Regions from separate parts of the Hordeum vulgare genome. Here region 1 is linked to region 2. A link is a contact called in public Hi-C data. All regions are on one chromosome and are shown on one strand. The core of a region is the stretch at or near the end of the contact, and the rest is flanking DNA. Distances in the headings are between cores, read along the strand shown.

Region 1 (4,947 bases), core at 934-3,433, 140 kb after region 2:
AAATTCTATTTAGAAGCACCGCATGATGGACATTCCGTGCAGCGGCTTGCATCCTTTCTTCTCATGCATGCATGCATGCAATGATGTCATGAGATTCGTTCTAAATGATCGAATTCAAAAAAAATTATCTCTTAAACCGTTAATTCGATCGATGATTCGTTTTCGCCGTTGACTTTGTTTCGATGAAATCTTCAAAACTAGATCCCATGTCGACATGTTTTGACATATTTTTTTTGCTCGTACTTACCACATTTGCTTTACTTACTTGTCATATTAGTAAGTACTTACTTGTCTGATAAAAAATAACTTAATCGCCAAATTTTTTAAAAACTGTGTATAAATATGACATCTAGACATAATCAAAATGGCAAGCACAAACAATTTTTTTAGGCGATTACGCGCAAAAATATGACAACTCAACATATTTAAAATCGATGAGCATAAAAAATCTTTTTTGATCATCGTTTATAAATATGATAACTCGACATAGTTAAACTAACAAACACAAAAAATAGTTTTTTTGGCAAAGTTTTATGTAAATGTGACAAGTTTGCATATTTTAATTGACAAACACAACCTATGACAATGCTTTTATATCATGTATAATGAAAACTGTTACATGGTTTTGTAGAAAAACATTAAAAGTGTCAATTAAGTTATTTTTCCACGCAAGTAAGTGGTTAATAATATGGCAAGTGGGGTCAAAAAATGTGGCAAGTATGGATGAAAAAAATTAGTTGACGGAACATGTCGATATGGGATCTAGTTTCGAAGAACTCGTCGAGAGAAAGTCACTGATGAAAGCGGATCATCGATTGAATTAACGGTTTTGTAGATAAAACTTTTTAAATTTTAAAATTAAAATGAATCTTGGTGACATCATTGCATGCATGTAACAGTTTTTATTATACATAGACGGAGGTGCGGCGCCGCTCCATAGGGTTGTCCAACAATCATTTTATGCTTATGTGTATGTCTAATGTCATTGTGTTGTTTTATATTGATCTTTAAGATAAGGCAATTGCTACCAATCAGCCGACTGAAAAGTATATAAATATAAACCGCTTTGCGAGCCGTCCGATCATTGTGATCTGGACACAACGTGGCTGATTCAGATGTGGTCAACACCTCGCTCCTGCTTCGTCCTCATGTCGATGTAACGCCATGCGTGAGCGCAGAGGTGCAATCCTCGCAGCACAACTGCCACCGCTATTCGTTCCATTGTTGTGCCACCGTCAGCAGCGCCGCCGTCCGCTCCATTACAGTGCCACCGGCAGCAGCGCCGTCGCCTGCTCCATTGCAGCGTCGTCGACACATGCACCACCGTCTGTTCCATTGCTGAGCCGCAGCCCGCTCCATTGTAGCGCCATCGACAGCAGTGCTCAACCATTGCAGCGTCGTCGTCGTCGCGTCGCCGGAAGCAGCGCCCACTCCATTGCAGCGATGTCGTCTCGCCGCCGGAAGTAGCGCCTGCTCCATTGCAGCGTCGTCTCCGCTTCGTCGGAAGCAGCGCCCGCTCCATTGCAGTGCCGTCATACTCGACGTGTTGCGCCACCGGCAGCAACGCCCGCTCCACTGCAATGTTCTCGACCTCGTATGCAACGTCGGCAAACTGTCTCCGACGTTACATTGCAGCGTCCGCCTCCGACGAGATCGGCTCGGAGCTCGGCAATGCAACAGCGGCGTGTAGACTGGGCAGCAGCTTGGAGCTTAGAGCAGCAGGCCATAGCAGAGAAGCTTGAGCAGTTGGGCAGCAGTCCATGGCGGAGAAGCTTGGGCGACAGCCATGGCGAGAGGTGCGGGGGCGAGAAAGGGGATAGAGCTCAACGGAGAAATTGAGTGGTTCTCGTCTACAGATGGGGAGATAAAGCTGGGAGGTGGGCGAACACACTAGGACGCGTGGCGCCCGTAGCAGCCGGTTGATGCGAGACGGAAATCAGTCGGTTGAAAACAATGATTTTCCTTAAGATAAATCACATTGCTTTACCGAGTTAACATCCGAGTGAATAATGTAATCGATCTAGCAATCTGTACTCTTTTTGACCGTTCGTAATCTTCTCACATTACTTAGTAAAACTTTTGAATAATAACGAGTAAACAGGAGGAACCAACTAATTAAGTTGCAACTTAGCCAACAATGGACTCGTACATGGACGCGCCGCCTTCCGCCTGCTAGTCTAATTAAACTTGAATTCAACAGATAGCGGCTAGAATTTTCTTCGTGTGATGCTGCTTCAACTGTGGTTACCGGTCGTACATAAGCTGTGATCAACTTCCCTGCCCTTGCTCTATCTTTGACCGAACCTATGTCCCTACCCAGTTCGATCCTGACTGACGACGACTCCCCACCCGGCCCCGGACCGAAGCTCCTCCAGCACGGCAGCAACCGGAGTCGAGCGCCGCAGCCTCGCCGGCGGGGATGCAGGGGGCAGGAAAGCTCCTTGTCGGCGCCGGAGGGTGACGACGGCAGCCGAATGCTGTTGGACAATCCGACAGTTGCCGCCCTCTCAGCGCTCCTTGCCCGCTCCGCCTCCCTATCCGCCGCTGCGGCACTCCACGCCCGTCTCCTCCGCTCCTCACGCCTCTTCAGCCACCCCTTCCTCGCCAACTGCCTCGCCGCCGCTTACTCCCGCCTCGGCGCCACCCCTGCCGCCATCGCCCTGCTGACCCACGCGCCCAGCGACGCAGCCAACCGCTTCTCGCACAACATCCTCCTCGCCGCACTGCTCAAGTCCCGTGACCTCCCGGCTGCGCGCAGGCTGTTCGACGAAATGCCTATGAGGGACACCGTCGCCTACAATTCCATGATCTCTGGCTACGCTCAAAGCGGGCACGCCGGCGAGGCGCTCAGTCTTGCGCGCAGGATGAGGGGGCTAGGCGTCAGGCCTAGCGCCTTCACCTTCTCCATTGTCTCGTCGGCGGTCTGCTCTGCTCCCCACGGGATGCAGGTTCATGCAGCTGCCGTCCGTCACGGCTCTGCCCAACACAACGCCGTAGTGGGCAACACGCTTGTTGACATGTATCGGCGTGTCGGTCTCTTGGAATATGCCGTGCGCGTCTTTTGGAATATGAATGAACTGGACATCGTTTCGCTGAATTCTGTCATGTCAGTGTACAAGGATGATGGCCAAAGCAATGCAGTGTTTGAGTGCTTCCGGTTGACTAGAAGCCATGGGCTTTCGGTTGACGAATGCAGTGTGTCAACGGTGCTTACCGCGTGCACAGATATCGAGGATTTCGCTAAGGGTGACCAGCTCTTGGCCCTTTGCGTCAAAACAGGACTCCTGTCCAATTCTATCATTTGTAGTGCTGTTATCGGCCTGTTGTCCATGTCTGACAGACTACCTGATGTTGTCAGGCTTTTCGAGGGATTAACAAAATGGGACTCAGAAACATGCAACGCAATGATATCGTGTTATGCCAGGAGTGGTTTAATGGAGCAAGCTCTGGGCCTCTTTGTGATTGCTCTGCGAAATGCTGTTCTTCCAACTGAGTTCACTTTTGCGAGCGTGCTGAGATGGAGTTCGTGTTTTGGTCTGATGGAGCAGGGCACTCAAATCCATACGCTGGTATATAAATGTGGGTTTGAGGATGATATGATTGTTGCCACTGCTCTCGTTGACATGTATTGTAAGTTAGGTTCCTTGAAGCATGCCAGGAAACTCTTCGACAGTGTTTGTGTCAAGGATTTGGTGTTATGGAATACAATGATCATCGGTCTATCGCGGAATGGGGGAGGTAGGGAAGCTCTTGGAGTGTTTTGGTGGATGCTGGACTGTGGTGTCAAGCCAGATAGAATTACTCTTTTCGGAGCTTTATCTGCTTGTAGCTTGGGGGGTCTGGTTAATGAAGCAATGGATATAATTTTCCTGTTTAAAGCCAAGTACCATGTCGTGCCTGGCCTGGAGCACTATGCATGTGTGGCTGACATGTTAAGCCGTGCAGGATTGTTTAGAGAGGCAGAAGATTTAGTCCAGAACAAGTTGCAGAAGTGCAATACTGCTGCTCTCCTCAATATTCTTGAGGCTTGCATGATTCAAGGGGATTTTGCCATGGCAGAGTCAATCGCAGAGAATATGTTGAAACTGAAGCCTCGGTCATCACTGCCGTACACTGTTCTGGCTCGTACCTATGGTGCAAGATGTAAGTGGGAAAGCATGGCCAGGATGTGGAGGTCAATGGAAGCTTTAGGTGCAAAGAAGGTTGGGGAATGTAGCTGGCTCTGCATCAAGAATGAAATTCATGTGTTTACATCTGAACAAATATTGCATCAAGGAAGTGAAGTTACGTATGCAGTTTTAGATCTATTGTTCTGGGACATGATGGATCACATTTATGCTCCTGGTCGTGTTGGTACAATTCATACACAAGATCTCAAGAAGAACAAGGGATTTGATTGCCATCCGCAGTTCTTGGATTGCACTCTGTGAGCTGTGCAACTAACGTAATTATTCAGCTAGGACCGTCTCACAGTGGTCATGTGGTTACCTTGACTTGATAGCAAGGCAGCTTAAGCTACAGATTGTTAAGCAAGCACTACGAGCATCAAGAAAAAGACATTATCCCGAGAGAGTGCAGAAATCAGGCCATCCAGTATGTTGGCAAAGAACAGTGATCAGGTTTTACTTCGTGTTCATATATGGTGATGTGTATAGTATATTGTCTTATAGATTGATTAATTTACTTGACGTCATGTTGTCTTACAGACTGATTAATTCACTTCACATCTTTTTGCTACAGATCTTGTGCGCAGGTGGGTGGTGATCTCTTGTTAGAATTGTATAGGATTTTGCCATTGGGCGGGTACTTAGTGTGATACTTACATGCCCTTGTCGATGCCACCACAGGTCAGAATTGCACGTGGATGGCATCCAATTAGGAGTAGGGCAGGCAACTGCCATCAAGCACCTATGGGGTTATCTACAACCGATGCTAGTGATAAGCATT
Region 2 (5,110 bases), core at 2,486-4,985:
AGGCGCCCCCACGCCCTAGGGTTCCCAACCCTAGGCGCCTTGGGCCCTTAGGGGGCGCACCAACCCACTAGGGGGCTGGTTCCCACCCATATTCAGCCCACGTGGTCCTCCGGGGCTGGTGGCCCCTCCCGGTGGACCCCCGAAACCCTTTTGGTGGTCCTAGTACAATACCGATAAACCCCGAAACCTTTCCGGTGACTGAAACTGGACTTCCCATATATAAATATTCACCTCCGGACTATTCCGGAACTCCTCGTGACGTCGGGGATCTCATCCAGGACTTCGAACAACTTTCAGTAACCACATACAATTCCCATTACAACTCTAGCGTCACCGAACCTTAAGTGTGTAGACCCTACGGGTTCGGGAACCATCCAGACATGACCGAGACACCCCTCCAGCCAATAACCAATAGCAGGATCTGGATACCCATATTGGCTCCCACATGTTTCACGATGATCTCATCGGATGAACCACGATGTTGGGGATTCAATTAATCCCGTATATAATTCCCTTTGTCCATCGGTATGTTACTTGCCTGAGATTCGATCGTCGGTATACCCATACCTTGTTCAATCTCGTTACCCGCAAGTCTCTTTACTCGTTCCGTAACACATGATCCCGTGACTAAATCCTTAGTCACATTGAGCTCATTACGATGATGTATTACGGAGTGGGCCCAGAGATACCTCTCTGTCACACGGAGTGACAAATCCCAGTCTCGTTTCGTACCAACCCAACAAACACTTTTCGGAGATACATGTAGTGCACCTTTATAGTCACCTAGTTACATTGTGATGTTTGACATCAGAGCATTCCTACGGTATCCGGGAGTTGCACAATCTCATGGTCTAAGGAAATGATACTTGACATTAGAAAATCTCTAGCAGACGAACTACATGATCTTGTGCTATGCTTATGATTGGGTCTTGTCCATCACATCATTCTCCTAATGATGTGATCCCGTTATCAATGACATCCAATGTCCATGGCCAGGAAACCATAACCATCTATTGATCAACAAGCTAGTCAACTAGAGGCTCACTAGGGACATGTTGTGGTCTATGTATTCACACATGTATTACGTTTTCCGGTTAATACAATTATAGCCTGAATAATAGACAATTATCATGACCATGGAAATATAATAATAACCAATTTATAATTGCCTCTAGGGCATATTTCCAACACAATGATACTTCACAACTTGAGATAAATCTAGAAGAATATGGTTAGAGTTAAAAAGATCTAATCATACTCCAAATAAACCAAAAAAGGAGGTATGTGGACAAGAAGTCATCTACTCAGAAGAAGCAAACTCTTCCAATGCCCGTGTCCCACCAAAGATCGAAGGAGGAAAACCTTTGAAGAAAAACATTGTTGAAGGTTTCTTAAAGGGACAAGGTTATGAAACCCCTCCATAAGGAGAAACCAGAACTACAAGGAAGAACATGATGGAACATACCAAAGGCTCATGGCCAGAAGATGGTATAATTTTGAAGAAGTTATTGAAGAATATCGGATCATGTTTGTGTTTTGTGAACCGTCGGTCACACTCTGTGAGTTGCTCTCGAGCATGTTTGGGTGTGCCCAAAGCCCCTGGTATAAAGAAGTATCCACCTCCTAGAAGACAACAACATATTTTTTTGTGAAGATAATAAAGCTTATGATGAGCGTGAACATTGAAAGGTTGAGAATGTTGCCAAGAAAGCAAAAATGGAAGTTGTCGAGATATTAAATGACTATGTTGATCCTGGTGTTGATGGCACGTCTAAGCCAAAGATGCAGCGGAAAATAGAAGGCAAAGTCATGGGGGTCTGCAGAAGAATTTCTTCGTGAAGCTAGTGGACTCAACATTGATGAATCTTCAAATTCACCAACTCTATTGGCCAGTTTGTTGAAGAAACTAAAAAAAGACGAATGTGAAGAGTGGCTCGATGCGGGTTGAGATTGAAGTTCACTCCATGAACCAGCCGTTGCTACTATTGCAGGAGAAATCGCTCAAGAAGAACATCCAGCAAAAGAACATGTTTAGATATATGTTGGTCCAAACAGTGCCTCTAATTTTGTTGTTGCACCAAATGCCTCACCCGACCAGATTCAGAAGATGACGCGGACGATAAAATGCCTCCCTCTAATAAGTTGTATCAAACAAGTTTAGATATTGGGGATGCTTCGTTCGATCACTTGCTAGACTCGAATGTGATCGAGTATTTCATCCGTCCACGAATAATGAAGATAACCAAAGTCACTCCACATCGAAGAGCCGAATCTACCTCAAGGACCTTTGGAAAAGCTTTACGACTTCTATGGTTACAATGAAGTTAGAAGGGCAAGGAAATGCAAATTCTCGTTAATCTGCTTGACAAGACCAAGGTGGATTATGAGGAACGTATTGCCCCTGTCAAAAATGGGTAATGGAGAGAAGACAGTTGCTCGAAAAAAAAGCCTTTTCAAAAGGGAAACGTTTTAATTCAACCAGATGATTTCTTGTTTCTGTGAGTCACCTCAAAAGATTGACACGTGCCCGGTGGGAACTATGCACCGCACTGCCCCGTAACCTTATCCTTTTCCCAGACCAAGCTGTCATCTTCCTCTGGATCGGGACGTCCGATCCCCTCTCTCTCCATTACCACTACGGCCTTACTCTCTTTTCTTCCTGAGCTCCTCGCCTCTCTGTCCTTGACCTATCCCACCCCCCGTCGGCGAGCTACTGCTTCTACGAGGGGTGCCGCAGCGCTGCGATGGCTGCCACTTGACGAGGAGTCGTACCTGCGAGGGGAGCAATTGTGCGCATGGTGTGGACGGCGGCGCGAGATCCCGCGGGGCTGTTGGTAGTGGCCACCGGAGCTGTAGACGACGATGGTGTCGGAGAAGGAAGAGAGGAGCACCGCAACATCGATCCCCCAAAGCTCCACAACCTCTCTGTGTTGCGTCACATCATCTTCGTCGCCGTCAGGTTGTGTCACCATATCCGCCATCGTCGTCGCATGATTCATCCCAGCACCCCGTCACCATCGCGTTCCAGTGCAGTGAAGCTTTGCCGGTGCCCGTCGGGTGCTGCGGTGGAGCTTTGACGGGACAACCGGTGTTGTGATGGAGCACGGTCGTGCGGTGGTGGAGACGCTGCAGGGAAGCGCCCGCCGACGGCCATCGGGGTGCTACGATGGAGCACCACCGTGTCGGTGTTGGCGTTGCAACGAAACATCGCCGAGATTGCGATGAAGGGACGCCGGAGCTGCAGTGAAGCGCCAACGGTTGTTCGAGCTCCGACGAGGTTGGAGTGAAGCTCCGACGAGGTTGCAGTGAAGCGTCGGGACGGTCGTTAAATCTCCAACGAGGTTGCAGTGAAGCGTCGCGGCGGTCGTCGGAAGCTCCGCCGAGGTTGCAATAAAGGGCCCGACGGTGCTGCCATGGGAGACTGCTGCGTGATGCTGCTATGGGAGCTTAGTGGTGCCTCCCGATCCTGCGGCTGGGAGCATTTGAATCGGATGGCTGTGGAGGCGACTTAATTTTGTAACAAATCAATCAACCGGTTGATTTGTAGCAGTTTCTTTTTCGAAATCCTTTCCATGAGAGGTTGATTCGCGATTTAGCCTTTCTTAGGGGAGACACTTGCAAAACTGAAATACCGAAACTGCCCTCCGCGCGCGCACCATTCCTCCGATCAGCCACTCTTTCTTCCCACACACACACACACACACACGCACACAAAGCCCACCTCCCCACGGAACCGCACCGCAACCCCTCCCAAAACCCCCACCCACTCCGCCCGTCACCCCTCTCTCGTGCTCGTCCTCCGCAGCGCGGCGTCGCCTTCCCCTCCTCCGACCTCCCCGCGGCGTCGGTGGACGGGATGTTCTACTCGCACCAGCTCCTCGCGCGGAAGGCGCCGCTCGGTCAGATATGGTGCGTCCCCTTCCCTCCCCTCCCTCCTCGCCGGCTGCCGCCCCTCGGCCCCCTCGGTCGCGGCCGCCGGCCGCCGATTGCGCCTGTCCCGCGTATTCCTGCCTGGTCCGGGGCGTCTCCGGGGGCCCCCGTTCGATACGCTCCCAATGCGGATCCTCGTCGCTTCTGACGCTCCCCTGTTCCTCTGTCCTGTCCCCTCCTCAGGATCGCCGCCACGTTCAAAGCCAAGATAAATCGGAGGCGGCTCGACAAGCTCGACATCATCAAGATCTGGTGAGCTCCCCACCCGACACGACCGATTTCTCTCTGCTTTGAGCTCGCGGTAGCCCGTTCTTGTGCGATTCTAATTCGCGTGTGCTGCCATGTGTCTGACGCTGCAGCGAGGAGATCCTGAACCCGTCGGTGCCCATGGCGCTCAGGCTCTCCGGGATCCTCATGGGTGAGCCGCCCCTCGGGGATTATTATTTCGCTGCTTTCCTCGCCGGATTTGCTCTCCCTCCTATTCGAGTATGTATGTGACGCGCGTTTGTTGCCTTTGCCTGTGTGTCTGGGTGGCGTCCGTGATGAGCAGGTGGCGTGGTGATCGTGTACAAGAAGAAGGTGAAGCTTCTCTACGGTCAGTCCATCCCTTACCCTCCCCTCGCTGCTTGCTGCACTTTCTTCTCTTGTTGTCAAAAAATTTGTTCAGATTCTCATCGTTTGCAAATTTGTGGCCTCGCAGATGATGTGTCCCGTCTTCTGGTAAACCTCCAGCTCGAGTTTATGCCCGGTTCCTCTGCGTCCTTCCTGCTTGGTAGTTTTGTGGTTGGGTTTACGCTTGTGCTGATTTCCTCCGCAGATTGAGCTCAACCAGGCATGGAAGATCAGGCCGGCCGTGGACCACACCCTGCTCCCCAAGGGCAAGGCTCAAGCCAAGTGAGTGCTCTCTCCGTCTCCATGCCCTTCCACAAGTTTCTGAATGTGTTTGCTTGGGTGGTGATAATATGGAGCCGGCTTACATTTCTCTCTGGAGATGGGGCTTTCTTTGTGTGTTTAGACCGTCTGGTGTTAGCTTATGTATTGGTGGCTGTATGTATGGACAGCTTAATTTTGTCTGTTTATGAAATAGCAATGTCAGTCTCTGCCAGCTTGCTTGCTACCAATTGGTGTGTTCTGCATTCTACTGTATTCAGTTTACAATGACATGTGATTATTTCAGATG

The links. Hi-C and Micro-C count contacts between places; a contact is called where the count stands out from the background.
Region 1: a contact with region 2 is called in a Hi-C map of leaf, with 4 times the contacts expected there. The contact joins the promoter of LOC123441955 here to the promoter of LOC123441926 in region 2. A contact is called at or near these places in 2 of 6 Hi-C or Micro-C datasets (leaf and seedling).

What each region holds. Positions count from the first base shown.
Region 1 is chr1H:420,389,416-420,394,362 of MorexV3_pseudomolecules_assembly, forward strand. It overlaps LOC123441955 (pentatricopeptide repeat-containing protein At1g43980, mitochondrial), which reads left to right and starts at 2,184. Exons shown (of 4, transcript XM_045118136.1): 1 at 2,184-4,619; 2 at 4,741-4,753; 3 at 4,848-4,947. The coding sequence starts at 2,307. The coding sequence ends at 4,430.
Region 2 is chr1H:420,248,476-420,253,585 of MorexV3_pseudomolecules_assembly, forward strand. It overlaps LOC123441926 (sister chromatid cohesion 1 protein 1-like), which reads left to right and starts at 3,736. Exons shown (of 20, transcript XM_045118102.1): 1 at 3,736-3,909; 2 at 4,114-4,182; 3 at 4,290-4,348; 4 at 4,481-4,525; 5 at 4,631-4,650; 6 at 4,748-4,824. The coding sequence starts at 3,857.